2 separate regions of the Mustela erminea genome follow, and region 2 is linked to region 1. The links are chromatin contacts, called in public Hi-C maps. All regions are on one chromosome and are shown on one strand. The core of a region is the stretch at or near the end of the contact, and the rest is flanking DNA. Distances in the headings are between cores, read along the strand shown.

Region 1 (6,070 bases), core at 2,058-4,557:
TTGCTGTCACTATCAAAGACTGGAAAAGAGACTAAATGAATTATCACTCTGATCCAACAGGACATTTCTGATGGTCTTGTTTTAAAGTACTCCTCTCACTCACTCATCTGATCCTGATTGTGCACAAAGCAATAAAACAATGGAACACCACCTAAGAACCTAAGACAGTATTTGACATCTTCTAAGACATTCTATTTTTTTCTATTTATTTGTCCCAAACAACTCTGAGATGGGCAGACCATCCTTGTTTTCATTTTCCTCCTTACAGCCTTTGTCTATAATTGTTGTGCTTGTCTTTATTATCTTACTCAAAATGCACTCTGGTTACCAGTGATCTTTCCTTGGGTAAATACTGTGGCTTTACAAAAATGTTTTCAATTCATCTTGACCTATCTATGAACATGGAAGTAATCACTAAGGTGTGATTACCCCAGTCTCCATTCTACTCCTTTTTCTAATTCCTTTGGTTACAGGTTGGGGTTCTAGTTCTTTTCTTGCCACGAAGACCGGTGTGATCTTGGACGAGCCTCTTGTGTCCTAGTGGACACAACTGTTATGTGTGAAGCCACTCTGTACATTGCAAAGCACTTCAAAATATAATCATTGAAGCAGATGATCTCTAAGTTTCCCTCAAGGTCTAAAATTTTTAGTCTATATTTTTGGTTATATTTTTAGTGAATTCATGTGATCCAAGAATTGCATTTTGGCACATTTTAGAAGACTCCTTCCATTACACCAAAGCTGCTGCTGATTCAATAAGTACAGAATGATTTGTAACTTTAATAGTAACACCAAAAACAGGTACTTCTTCAATTGCTGAAGTTGAAAATTACCAGAAATGATGCATGATTTTAAGGAAAAGGCTGTGTTATAGTCTGTGCCTAAAAACTTTATTTTCTATGTTAACCACCCTTCAACATTTGCCCTTCTAAAATCTGACAAATTTAAATTTTTTTTTTTTGGACAAATTTTAAATCTTAACACAGAGGCAACCGAAATCAAATTTGAAAAGGGTATGACTACTCATACAGCATTTTGCTGGATATTGTCAGTGTTGGAATAGTGACTACACCAGGCAGGAAACAAATGAGGAGGCTCACCACATATATACATAGAATCATCATCAAATCTCAGAGGTGGAAGGGCTTCTAAAAGTCATTTAGACTGGTGGGTCCCAGAGGGTTTGATTTCAAAAGCTTATAAAAGTTCAAAACAAACAGCAACACAAAAAGGAGGGCAAACATAAAAATGTCAGTTTATAATTTGACAAATAAGTATACCAACAAAAGAATAAAATAACCATCTATCATCAGCGCCATTTTATAAAAAAGGTTGCTTTAATGACATGTGTAGGACGATAAACTCTCAGAATAAAGTATGACTTGAAATTAAATAAATGAAGGTGCACCTGCGTAGCTCAGTCTTAAGCATCTGCCTTTTGCTGGTCATGATCCTGGGACTGAGTTCCAGGTCCAGCTCTCTTCTCACTGGGGTGCCTGCTTCTCCCTCTGCCCCCCGCCCCCGTACGCTCAATCTCTCTCTCTCTCTTTGTCCCCGTCAAATAAATAAAATCTAAAAAAAAAAAAAATTAAATGAAAAAAATGCATTATACGGCTCATAGTTTTCTAATATCTTTATGGAAAACTGTTAGACTTGGCCCATCTCTGTACACATACCTTTGGGAATCCCTAATCTAGTGCATTCTATGCACACCTCTACCCCCCACCCCATCCTATCTCCCACAATGGAGCAACTGTATCCTCACTACACCAAAAAAATCCCTTTAAATGTGTACTCCACCCACTGTGGGGAACTCCTCAAGCTTTGTAGTCCATTAAATTTTGGAGTCTGGTAGAAAATCAGCATAAGAGCTGCTATCCCTGGGAACTTCAAGATGCTTACACTTGGCTTTTTTTTTTAAGACCAGACTCTAACAGCAGAGAATTTTAAGTAAGCCAAACGTGCCTAAGAGTCACTAAACAAAAATGTCTTAACAGTGCTGATTTGGGAGTCAGGCAGCCTGGGTTTCGGTAGTGCATCAAAACTCCATTCTAAACCTTAGGGGATCTGTTTTCACATTCAACACATTTGGATTAGAGCTTTATGAATTAGAAGTATTTAAATCGGCATTAGAGTAGCAGGGAGGAATTTCAGTTATCTCTCAGGATGAACTCCACTAATGACTCGATCAGCTTTCAAAGTTGCAGTTAAGTCTACATTTTTTTCCACTTCCATTTTAATGAAATTATTTTGAGAGATTCCGTTTAAATTTTTACAACCGAGGTTTGATTCATTCACCGAGGTTTGATTCATATTACAGACGACAGCATCAACTACAGAGCTTTCTTTTGTTATCATTACTACCAGGCCGTTTCCTCAGGTCAAATTTTGTAAACCCAAATGTGGTCAAGATTTGATTTTTTAATCGATTTTTAGTAAAAAAAAGGAAAAAAAATTACTGTATAAAGGTTAACAGTAACTTTTAACGTTTACTGCTTCAAACGTTATCAATTTTATTAATAGTTTTTTCCATCCTGTTTTTTGTATCAGTACTGCAGTTTTCAACATGACCAAGATATATTATAGAGGTTTTTTTGGGAGGGGTGGGGTGGGTGGGAATAATTTCTACTATGGCTTTTTCAGGGTTGTAAATTTTATTCTGTTGAGACATCTGCTACTAAAATAATGAATAGGGCATTGGGGGTTTTTTCCCCCTTGGGGACCAAATTTATCAGTGGAGCAACAACACAAAGGCATAAGATAATTCCTGCTTCCCTCTTTCCGGTAAAACGATTCTCCAACAGTCTGTGGAGCGCAGAATCCTAATGCTGAAGACTTCATCAACTGCTCTCCGCTAAAACCGGGAGCCAAGACTAAACCGAGCCCGGCCAGGGATGCTTTTCTCTTCCTCTCCACTAGAGGCGATAGCCTCTCGCAAAACAAAATTGGGCTGGAACAGGCTGGTCTGAGGGAGTGGCCCAGAAAAAGATCAAAGGTTAAAAATCGCCTTAAACAAAGAGCAAAGGTCAAAACTCCCAAGGAAGCCAGAAGTTCCCATCCTCCACGAAGAATGAAGGTTACTCCTCCCTAACACGCTCTCGGGGCCCGAGGACGCGCGGCCTTTCAGAGACCAGGCGGGTCGGACGTGACTAACAGGTAGCTGGATCCAAACAGCCAACAACCGGAAGTGGAAGTGAGCCCCGGGGGGGGGGGGGGAGAAGAGGCCACCTCACGCCTGCGCAATCAGCAGGTTTGAAGTACGCATGCGTGTTTGGGCGGTGACGGGGTGACGCTCGGAGCGTGGGCCGTGACTCTCACGGATCCGGTTCCGCCCTCCCTCTCGTTGCCGACCCTCCGGGTCTAGCGCCCGAGATCCCTTTCCCAGAGTGCTCTGCGCCGTGAAGAAGCGGCTCCCGGGGACTAGGGGCATTTTGTGTTGGCTGGAGCCGGAGTAACAAGATGGCGGCGTCGGCGGAGTGACAGGGGTCCCTCCGGGCGGGAGCCGGCGGCAGTGGTGGCAGCGGTATCGCCGCCCTAAACCACCGCGCCCCTTTTCCAGCCCGCGACGTCGCCGTAAAAGCGAGCCAGCGGCGGCCGCCCAGAAACAAGTGGCCCAGGCTGGTAACCGCGAGAACCCCCTCAAACAAACTGCGGCCTGGCGAAAAGAAGCCTGAGTGAGCGGCGGTGATCAGGTTCCCCTCGGCCAATTCTGGGCCTTGTAACGCCTTGAAAGAGCCACCGTTTTCCGTTTCCTGCCGCCCTCCTCCGCAGCCTTGTTCCGCGGACGAGCCCCAGAGGCCTCCGTCCCCCCCTCAGAGGTGTCGGGGCTTGGCCCCAGCCTCCATCTTCATCTCTCAGGATGGCGAGCAGCAGCGGCTCCAAGGCCGAATTCATTGTCGGAGGGAAATATAAACTGGTACGGAAGATCGGGTCTGGCTCCTTCGGGGACATTTACCTGGCGATCAACATTACCAACGGCGAGGTAATTACCCGGGGTGGGGTTCACGACCACGCTGCGCCAGTCCTCACCCCCCACCCCAACCCTCGAGTGCTCGGGCTTTTCCCCATCACACGCACGTACTGGGGAGGGGAGTCCAGAGAGAGGGAGCCAGTTTTCTTGGCTTTAGGAGCCTCCCCCGCTCTCTTTCCCTAAAAGGCAAAGAACCCGACAGAAGGGTTGGGAGAACCCATGAAGTTTCCCAGCTTGTTAAAAATGGATCTTAGTCGAACTTTTTAAGGTGTCGTTTAAGGTGAGATCGGCAAAATTGTATTTCTCTAATCCCCATGTTTCCCTACTGTATGGATTTATTTCATTGGGGTTCTTGATTTCGATCGTCAGTTTCCTTCAAAATCTCTCATTACGTTTTCTGGATGAATCATTTTTCTGCACCTTGGAGGACGTGCCGATTTCGTCACTACCCCCTGAAGAGGCCTTTGAGGCTAGTTGCCTCGTTTTATAATTACAAAGAGAGCTTTCTCTTCTGAGCCTCTTATTTTTTCTCCTAGTCTCGAGTTTGAGCTTTGCTAATGTCTCCCCTCCTCCCAAGTGACATTGAATCATTGAATCCTTAGGGATGTTGATGCCATCATCCCCTTTCTTCCCTGCAGGAAGTGGCAGTGAAGCTAGAATCTCAGAAGGCCAGGCATCCCCAGTTGCTGTACGAGAGCAAACTCTATAAGATTCTTCAAGGTGGGGTGGGCATCCCCCACATACGGTAAGAACTCGTGAGCACACAGGCGGTGCACTTAGGGAAGTAGGGCATGGGGGAAATGGGTAGAGGCAAGCAATAGCACCAGCTGAATCCGGGCCTTGTTATCTGAGTTCCCTGGGTTTACTAGCGCTGGTGGTTTCCTGAGAACCGAAAGACACCACAGTCACTGAGTCAATTTTTAGTTTGGCAACTTCGTTTAGAATTTCAGTTGGTTACACTCTGCTCCATGTAGCTTCCGTCATTCTTCTCGAGGCTTTCATTTGTAGTTAAGTATGCGGGTCATCTTTGATCTCTGCGCGGCAGGGTTGTCTGCTGCTTTCTTTATGCCGGCACCTCTGATGTTCTTAGATTTATCCAGTGAAGTGGATTTGAAGGTGCCAAGTGACCGGGTTCGGCCAGTTCGGGTTGCTATTGGAGCTGGCTTGGGAAATGGCTGCTCTTTTGTTGTGTTTTTGTTCCAACATGTCTTCCTCCTCCGCTTAGAAAATGGCGGAACGACGTGACTCAACCGCATATTCCTGCCCTTTTCTAGGCTTGGGTTCACAAGTTACTCTTCCTTGATTGGCCCTTTAGCAGCTCTGAGTGGATTAAACCTTTGAAAAGCCAAGAATAAAGGTGCGGGCGGCGGTGGGGTTCAAGGAAAGAGATGGCATAATGACAGTCTGTTGGTGATCTCTGCAGCAGATGCGACGTGAAATTGTTAAATTATACTATGCAAAATCCCTCAGAGTCCATTTAAAAGTGTTAATTATTCTTTCTTGAAGGGTAATGTTGGCTGCATTTCAGCTTGTGTACTAAATTTCTGTGAGTAATGGAAGAGGCAGTTTGACCACTACTGTGTTGAAATTGACTCAAATCTTATGTATTAAAAAGATTAATCACGTAACCACAGTGTGATAAGTAACTTTAACCTGTTGAGTTACTTGTTCAGTAACTCCTCACCTCGGGGAAACTGTGGCCTTTTGGGGGGATGGGATATTGGTGAAGGCAAACAGCAGTAGTAATCAGGATAAAAGATGACCACATAAAAACATTGTGGTTTGTTAAATGGTTAACTTTAAAGATTGTTAGTTTGACTTTGAGATTAGAGAGCATCTTCTTTGAATAGGGGCTAAAATGTACTGTAAAGCCAAGCAGTTTTTCAACACACAAAAATAACATTTGTAAAAAAGAACCAGAGACAGTTAAGAATTAAGTGGAGCAATAGTTATATCTCTATCTGCTTGAGTTTATGTTTCTAAATCTTGCGTATATTAATTCAGATGTGGAAACAACCAGAGTACAGTGCTGATAGATATTTTTAATGGAGAAGTTGAATGATAAAATATTCTATTGGTTGTAAGTGAAAAATTATTTAG
Region 2 (6,070 bases), core at 2,649-5,148, 73 kb after region 1:
CTGAGCTCAGCGAACAAAATGGGGTGTTGGGGGGAGTGCTGCTATCAACGGGAATGCCTGCCACGGTGGGAAAGGAAGGAATAGAGGGTTTGCCCCCAGGTGACAACCTGCCTGTAGTCGGTGGGTCGGGTCCTAGGGTTGAGGGGAGCCCACGAGAGGGAATTGGACCTTCCAGTCTGAAAGGGAAAATGAGGCATGAACGAAATAGATGGTACCTCCCCTTGGTTGTGTTCTGTGAAAGCCAGCCTCAGCATGCCTGCGCCTTTCCACGGCCTCCTCGGAAGTAGCCATATTGGTGTCACAGGACCCCCAGCCCCCCGGGCTCAGGACTGTGTTGGGGGAGGGGAGTCCCAGTCTGGAGGCTGCCTCGCCAGCTGCTGAGGTGGCCCATTGGGAATAGGAACTGCACCAACGAGATCCTCTTGCGGAAGGTGAATAGGAGGCAGAGAGCAGGGCCGCTGGCTGAGTAAAACCAGTAACAACAGAGGTCGTAGGATCAACACACAAGCGGAGAGAGAAAAACGACAGGAGCTGAGCGGGGCTCATGACGCGACAACCCCCAGTCCCCGCAGCCGCCACACCAGCCGAGTGTGGGAGCGCATGAGCGTGCTTGCTGGTTTGTCACTAATCGGTGACCATAATCCTCTGAATTTGTTTCTGGCCGAAGGGATTTCTCCTGTGTCCAGGGCCTGGGCCTTTTGGGTTCGTTGGGGTCTTAGCCACCAGCTGAGGACGTCAGGGTGGGCTCCTGGGGACACCGCTGGCCACATCGTGGTGGGGGCTTGGTGAAAGCCGTAGTTCTGTCTTCAGTTAGAACTTGTGCAGTACTCACTCCTGGGCCACCGTGCGTGGGGCATGGCAGTCTCCCTGGGGACGGGGCCTTCAGAAATGTGTGTGAATCTGTCAGGAGAGGCAGCCCGGCTTTAGCTTTTTTTAAAGATTTTATTTATTTATGTATTTATTTATTTATTTGAGAGAGAGGGAGGGAGAAAGAGCACAATAGGGGCAAGGTCAGAGGGACAAGAAGGGGAGAAGCAGACTCCCCGCTGTGCACAGAGCCCTACACGGGGCTTGAGCCCAGGACCCTTAGATCTTGATCTGAGCCATAGGGAGGTGCCTAACCGACTGAGCCATCCAGGCGCCTCTAGCCTTTTGTTAATTCAATAAATATGGATGATGAGGAGGTAAAAGCCTGGGTTTGCCAACCACACCGCCTGTGTTTGAATCCCGGCTCAACCATGTTCCAGTCGGTGACTTTGGGCAAGTCACGGAGGCTCTGCGTGCCTTAGTTTCCTCAGATGTGGTGTGAGGGCACATCACAGGGCTGTTGTGAAGGATAAACATGAGCCCTGAGAATGGGTCCTGGTGTCCTGTGAGTGCAGCTAAACGTCAGGCCTTGTGCCAGGTAGAAGGGACAATGTAGACTCGCCCCCGTTCTGGCAGGCTCTAGAATTCCAGGCCACTGAGGGCCTGGGCCCACCTTGGTCTTCCCTGCTGTGGGAAAGCCGGTCTTTTTTGGGCCCGATCTCAGCCAACCTTGGTGAGACTGACAACCGCCCCCACACGTCTCGGCCTGCCTCCACCCTTCTGTGCAGCCCCGGCTGACTGGCAGAGCTTGTGCCCGGGGGGAGCAGTCAGGGCTGGGAGCCAGGAAGACCGCTGTGCTCGGGGTGGGTGGGGGCACGGGGTTGGAGGGGGTAGGCCCGGCCCGAGCAGTCGTCCTGGGATGCCCCTACTGAGCAGCTGCTGTGGCAGACATTTCCTAGGGCTGCTGCCCTAAATCACAACAACACAACTGTCTTCTCTCACGGCTCCTGAGGCTGGAGTCCAAAATCAAGGTGTAAGCTGGACCATACTTCTTCCAAAGCAGGTGGAGCCTTTCCTAGCTTCTTCCAGCTTCTGGTAGCTTCCAGCTTTTCCTGGCTTGGGACAGTATCACTGTGATCTCCACCCCAGTCTTCCCATGGCTTTTCTCTGTGGGTATCTCCATGTTATCTGTGTGTCCAAATTTCCCATGAGGACCCCAGGCATATTGGATCTGGGGCCCATCCTGACCCAGCAAGACCCATCTTAACTTGCTTATACCTGCCAAGACCCTAATTCCAAAGAAGGTCCCACTCACAAGTTGTAGGTAGATGTGAATTGGGGGCGGGAGCACTAATCAGCCCAGTAAAATTTCTTAGCCATCACCTAACCGAATGAGTTCTTTCTCCCATTTTACAGATGAGAAACTCTAAAAGATCCCTCTGACCTACTGAGCCCTCCTGGGGTCCAGACACCGCAGCGCTGGAAGAGGGACAGAAGATGCAGAAGGGAGCAGCAACAGGAAATTCCTTCTCCGGGCAACGCCAAGGCTGCTTATCAGTGCGGATGGACTTCAGCCTCCCAGCCCCTGCTCCTCTCATTCTCCAGCCCAACACGCTCAGCCCCTCCCAGCAGCAGCCCGGAAGCAGCTTAGCTGCATGCTTGCCGAGGCCTGCTCTCTGCTGACCTGGTCAGAATAAGCCAGTGGCAGCTCGGGAAGAAAAGCAGTGGCTGGAACAAGCTGGAAAGAATGTTTATCTGGGGTCAACAGAGGATAAAGGGCTGATGCCCGTAGCCAGAGGCCCACTCATTTAAGGGCCCTCATCTCCTCTGAGATGCGGGGCACTCTCCTGTGTGTGGTGATCAGAGGCTTGCAGTGGGGTGGGGGGTGCGGCCGGGGGGTTGGGGGAGAGCCAACCCTGTTGCTTGTCTTGGGGACTTCCCGATTCAGATCGGGTTATCTTCAGCAGGACATGGAGGGTCCTCAGAGACACCCAGCCTACCTGTATCAAATAAGTGTTAGGTCTGCTACCAGACTCCCTCCCTCTGAATCCTCCTTAACCCAGCACCCGACGTAGCCACTATTAATCAGCTGGAGTGGGCACAAGAGTTGAAAACTGCCTTGTGCTTCTAGCTCTAGACCCAGGACTTAGTGTCTTGATGATATGTCCCTGAGGGGCGGAAGATGATCGTCCAGGTCCCAGGGCCCAGGGAGAGGCAGATCAGAACCGGCTCTCCCAGTCCAGATCCTAGGCACTTTGGGGGAGGCACTCAGACTTTTCTCACAGGGGTCACACCCAACCCATCCCGTCTTCCCACTCCTGTGAATTAGTCCCACTTGCTGCCAAGAGCCAGGATTCCCCGCTGCTGTGATTGTCGGCCTGGCACTGGTCCCCCAGCACGGCAGCTGCAGGACCCACCCTGTCCCCAGGCTGACTGGTCTGTGAGATTGGAAAGCTTTGAAAGACAGGTAGGAGTTTGCCTGCTCCAGAAAGGTTGAGGAGGGAATTCTGGGCAGAAGAAACAGTGTGCATGGAGGGCCAGACAGGGCTGAGTGGAGAAGGGGGCCGGGGGAGGGCTGAAGAGGACGGGAGGTGGCAGGGACATGCATGCACGTGTACGTGCACGCACGCACACACACACACACACACACACACACACACACAGAAGCCATTGTCCACAGGACCTGGGTTCTAATCTTTGCTAAGTCCCTCTTCGCAGCTGGGCCCTGCCCTCTGGGCCTTGCTTTCCTCAGCTGAACAGTAGGGAGGCAGGGCCAGGTGCTCCCTCCAGGCCATTCCTGCCTTGCAAGGGGGCTCCAGTACCCTTGTCACAGTCCTCACCGGTGGAGGAGACAAGATGCTGATCCTCAGAGAACCCCCCAGCCCTGGGCCGAGAGGTAGCCCAGCTGTCCCCAGGCCTCTGAGCAGCCCCATCCAGGACTGCGGAAGGGAGAAATACACTATGTCCTTTTCACCTCTGTGCTCCGGGGCAGGAGGCAGCGGCAAAGGGTATTAGCCGCTGCTTACTGCTCCGACCCTGGGTGAGTCACTTACCCTCCATGAGCCCTCCCTTCCGTACCACACAACAGGCCACTAGCCAGGGACCTGAGGCCTCGGCAGCTGGTGGGGTGGTGCGGGCCGGCCAGTGCCTGCACAGCCTAGGAATGTGTTTACTTCCCCCGGTGCTGGGAGGAAACCGAGCAGGGCCCCTGCTGGATTCCTTCCCAGCCAGGCCGGCAGGCCTCTCCGCCTCCTTCCTGGGTTGGCCACATTGTTTTAGGGAGCCCCTCCTAGCAGCCGCTTTGGGGGCTTTCCACCTTACTCCCTCCCTTCACAGATACAAGCCCGACCCAGCTGGGGCTGCCCACTGGTGTCAGGCCCTCAGCCCGGAACGAGGATCCTCCTGTCCCCCCAGCTCTGTGTCTAGCCACTGAGGGGCCCTGACAAGTCCCTTGCCTTCTCTGGCCTTGGTTTCCCCTTTTCTAGGTTGCAGGGACCCTTCCGTCTCAGGACTCAGAGCCTCCATGTGGCTTCCTGGAAGGTGGGGTAACCGGATGGCCACAGGCGCCGGGTATGGTCCATTCATCCCGATTTCAGTGTCGGGATGTGCCGGGCCCTGTTCTAGGTGCAGCTGACCGACACAGAGACAATCCCTGGCCTCACTGGGCAGCCGGATGGGTGTTGTACAAACGCCTCATTCTAAACTGTGACGTGTGTTGAAGAGACTTCCTATGAATGAACTCTCGGAGAGGGAAGAGATCAGGAGTCAGGGGAGTCCTCACCCGGGAGGTGACTTTTCAGCTGAGATAAGGAAGAGCTCGTGCCAGTGTCACCAAGAAAGGGGCAGGGAGGCGTGTCCCAGGTCTGCCTGAAGGAATGAGGACAAAACACTGGGTGGGGAGCATGGGGTCAAGAAGCTGACTCCACCATGAGCGCCCAAGAGACCTTAGAAAGGGCCCTTAACCTCCCTGAGGTTAATTGTCGTCATCTGCAAATTAGCAATAATAATATTTAACTGGCAAGAGACATGTGAGAACGTAGTCACTTAGCGCCCCCTGTTTATTTCAGGACCTTATGAAGAATAGACCTTCAATAATGGTCAGCAAAGCATCTGGGTATACTCAGGGCCTAGATGATTGATATCTACTGGTCTCATAATTTACAACCATGTCCTCTTTCTTTATTCTGCTCTTTTTTTTTTTTAAGGTTTTATTTATTTATTTGACAGACAGAGATCACAAGTAGGCAGAGAGGCAGGCAGAAAGAGAGAGAAAAAAGCAGGCTCCCTGCTTAGCAGAGAGCCCGATGTGGGGATCAATCCCAGGACCCTGAGATCATGACCTCAGCCAAATGCAGAGGCTTAACCCGCTGAGCCAGCCAGGCGCCCCTGCTCTTTTTTTTTTTTTTTTTTTAAGCTTTTATTTTCAGGTAATCTCTACACCCAACTTGAACTTGGGGGCTTGAACTCGCCGCCCTGAAATCGAGACTCACACACTTCACTGACTGAGTCAGCCAGGTCCCCCCTCCTGCTCCTCGTTGTACTTTGCATTTTCATGTTACATTTTAGGTATTCCTTTAAATTTCTGTAAAGGGGATATTATTATTACTATCCCTAGTATGGCTGTTACTATCAAGTGTACAAGCTGCTCAGCAAATGTTGGGACTTCTTATCACATATTCCAAGTATCTCCAGCTGCACTGATCTAAAATATACTGCATCATAGGATCGAAAGCACCTTGCAAACCCAAAGCCTTACCTGTGTGCCTGGGCACTGTGGACATGGGCATCTTTTCCCATGGGGCTCTGGGAAATGGCATGAGTAATGCGCTGAAAGTGGGCAGGCCCTGTGAGGAAGGAAGAGAACTGGAGGACAGAAGTTCTGGGAGCCCGTGAGCAGCATCAGCAGGACACTGGCTGGCCTTTCTGAGGGAGAGAACTTGGTGGTATGCAGATGGGATGAATTAAGATGAGTAAGAATTTTCTAGCACATTCCTAAGAATTCTACTCCAGAGAGGAAATGACCGTGAGACGTAGCAGTTGTGTGAGCTATACAATTATCCTTTAAGCAACCCTTTGGAGAGAATTCCGTATATTTGGGGGATGGTGGTAAGTGACATGGGAAAGTCTGAAGAGATAACGTCATCGACGAGGATTAGATTTGACTACAGGAAACGTAAGTACAAAACAATAATGGCTTCCACAACATGGATGCTTATTATCCCTCCAAAAAAGTACCAAGATGGGTGGTCCGGGGCTTCTTAGT

Evidence for each region. A called contact is a pair of places that touch in the nucleus more often than the background predicts.
Region 2: a contact with region 1 is called in a Hi-C map of skeletal muscle, with 7 times the contacts expected there. The contact joins the enhancer-like site here to the promoter of CSNK1A1 in region 1. A contact is called at or near these places in 3 of 3 Hi-C or Micro-C datasets (fibroblasts, skeletal muscle and spleen).

What each region holds. Positions count from the first base shown.
Region 1 is chr3:123,256,105-123,262,174 of mMusErm1.Pri, forward strand. CSNK1A1 (casein kinase I) reads left to right here and starts at 3,308. Exons shown (of 11, transcript XM_032337361.1): 1 at 3,308-3,982; 2 at 4,609-4,715. The coding sequence starts at 3,860.
Region 2 is chr3:123,328,528-123,334,597 of mMusErm1.Pri, forward strand. No RefSeq gene overlaps it. Among named protein-coding and RNA genes, the nearest start is that of IL17B, 30 kb to the right of the region's middle. Within about 2 kb of position 3,899, the one cell type or tissue checked has open chromatin away from gene starts, as enhancers often do. A contact at or near this core is called in fibroblasts, where this site is marked.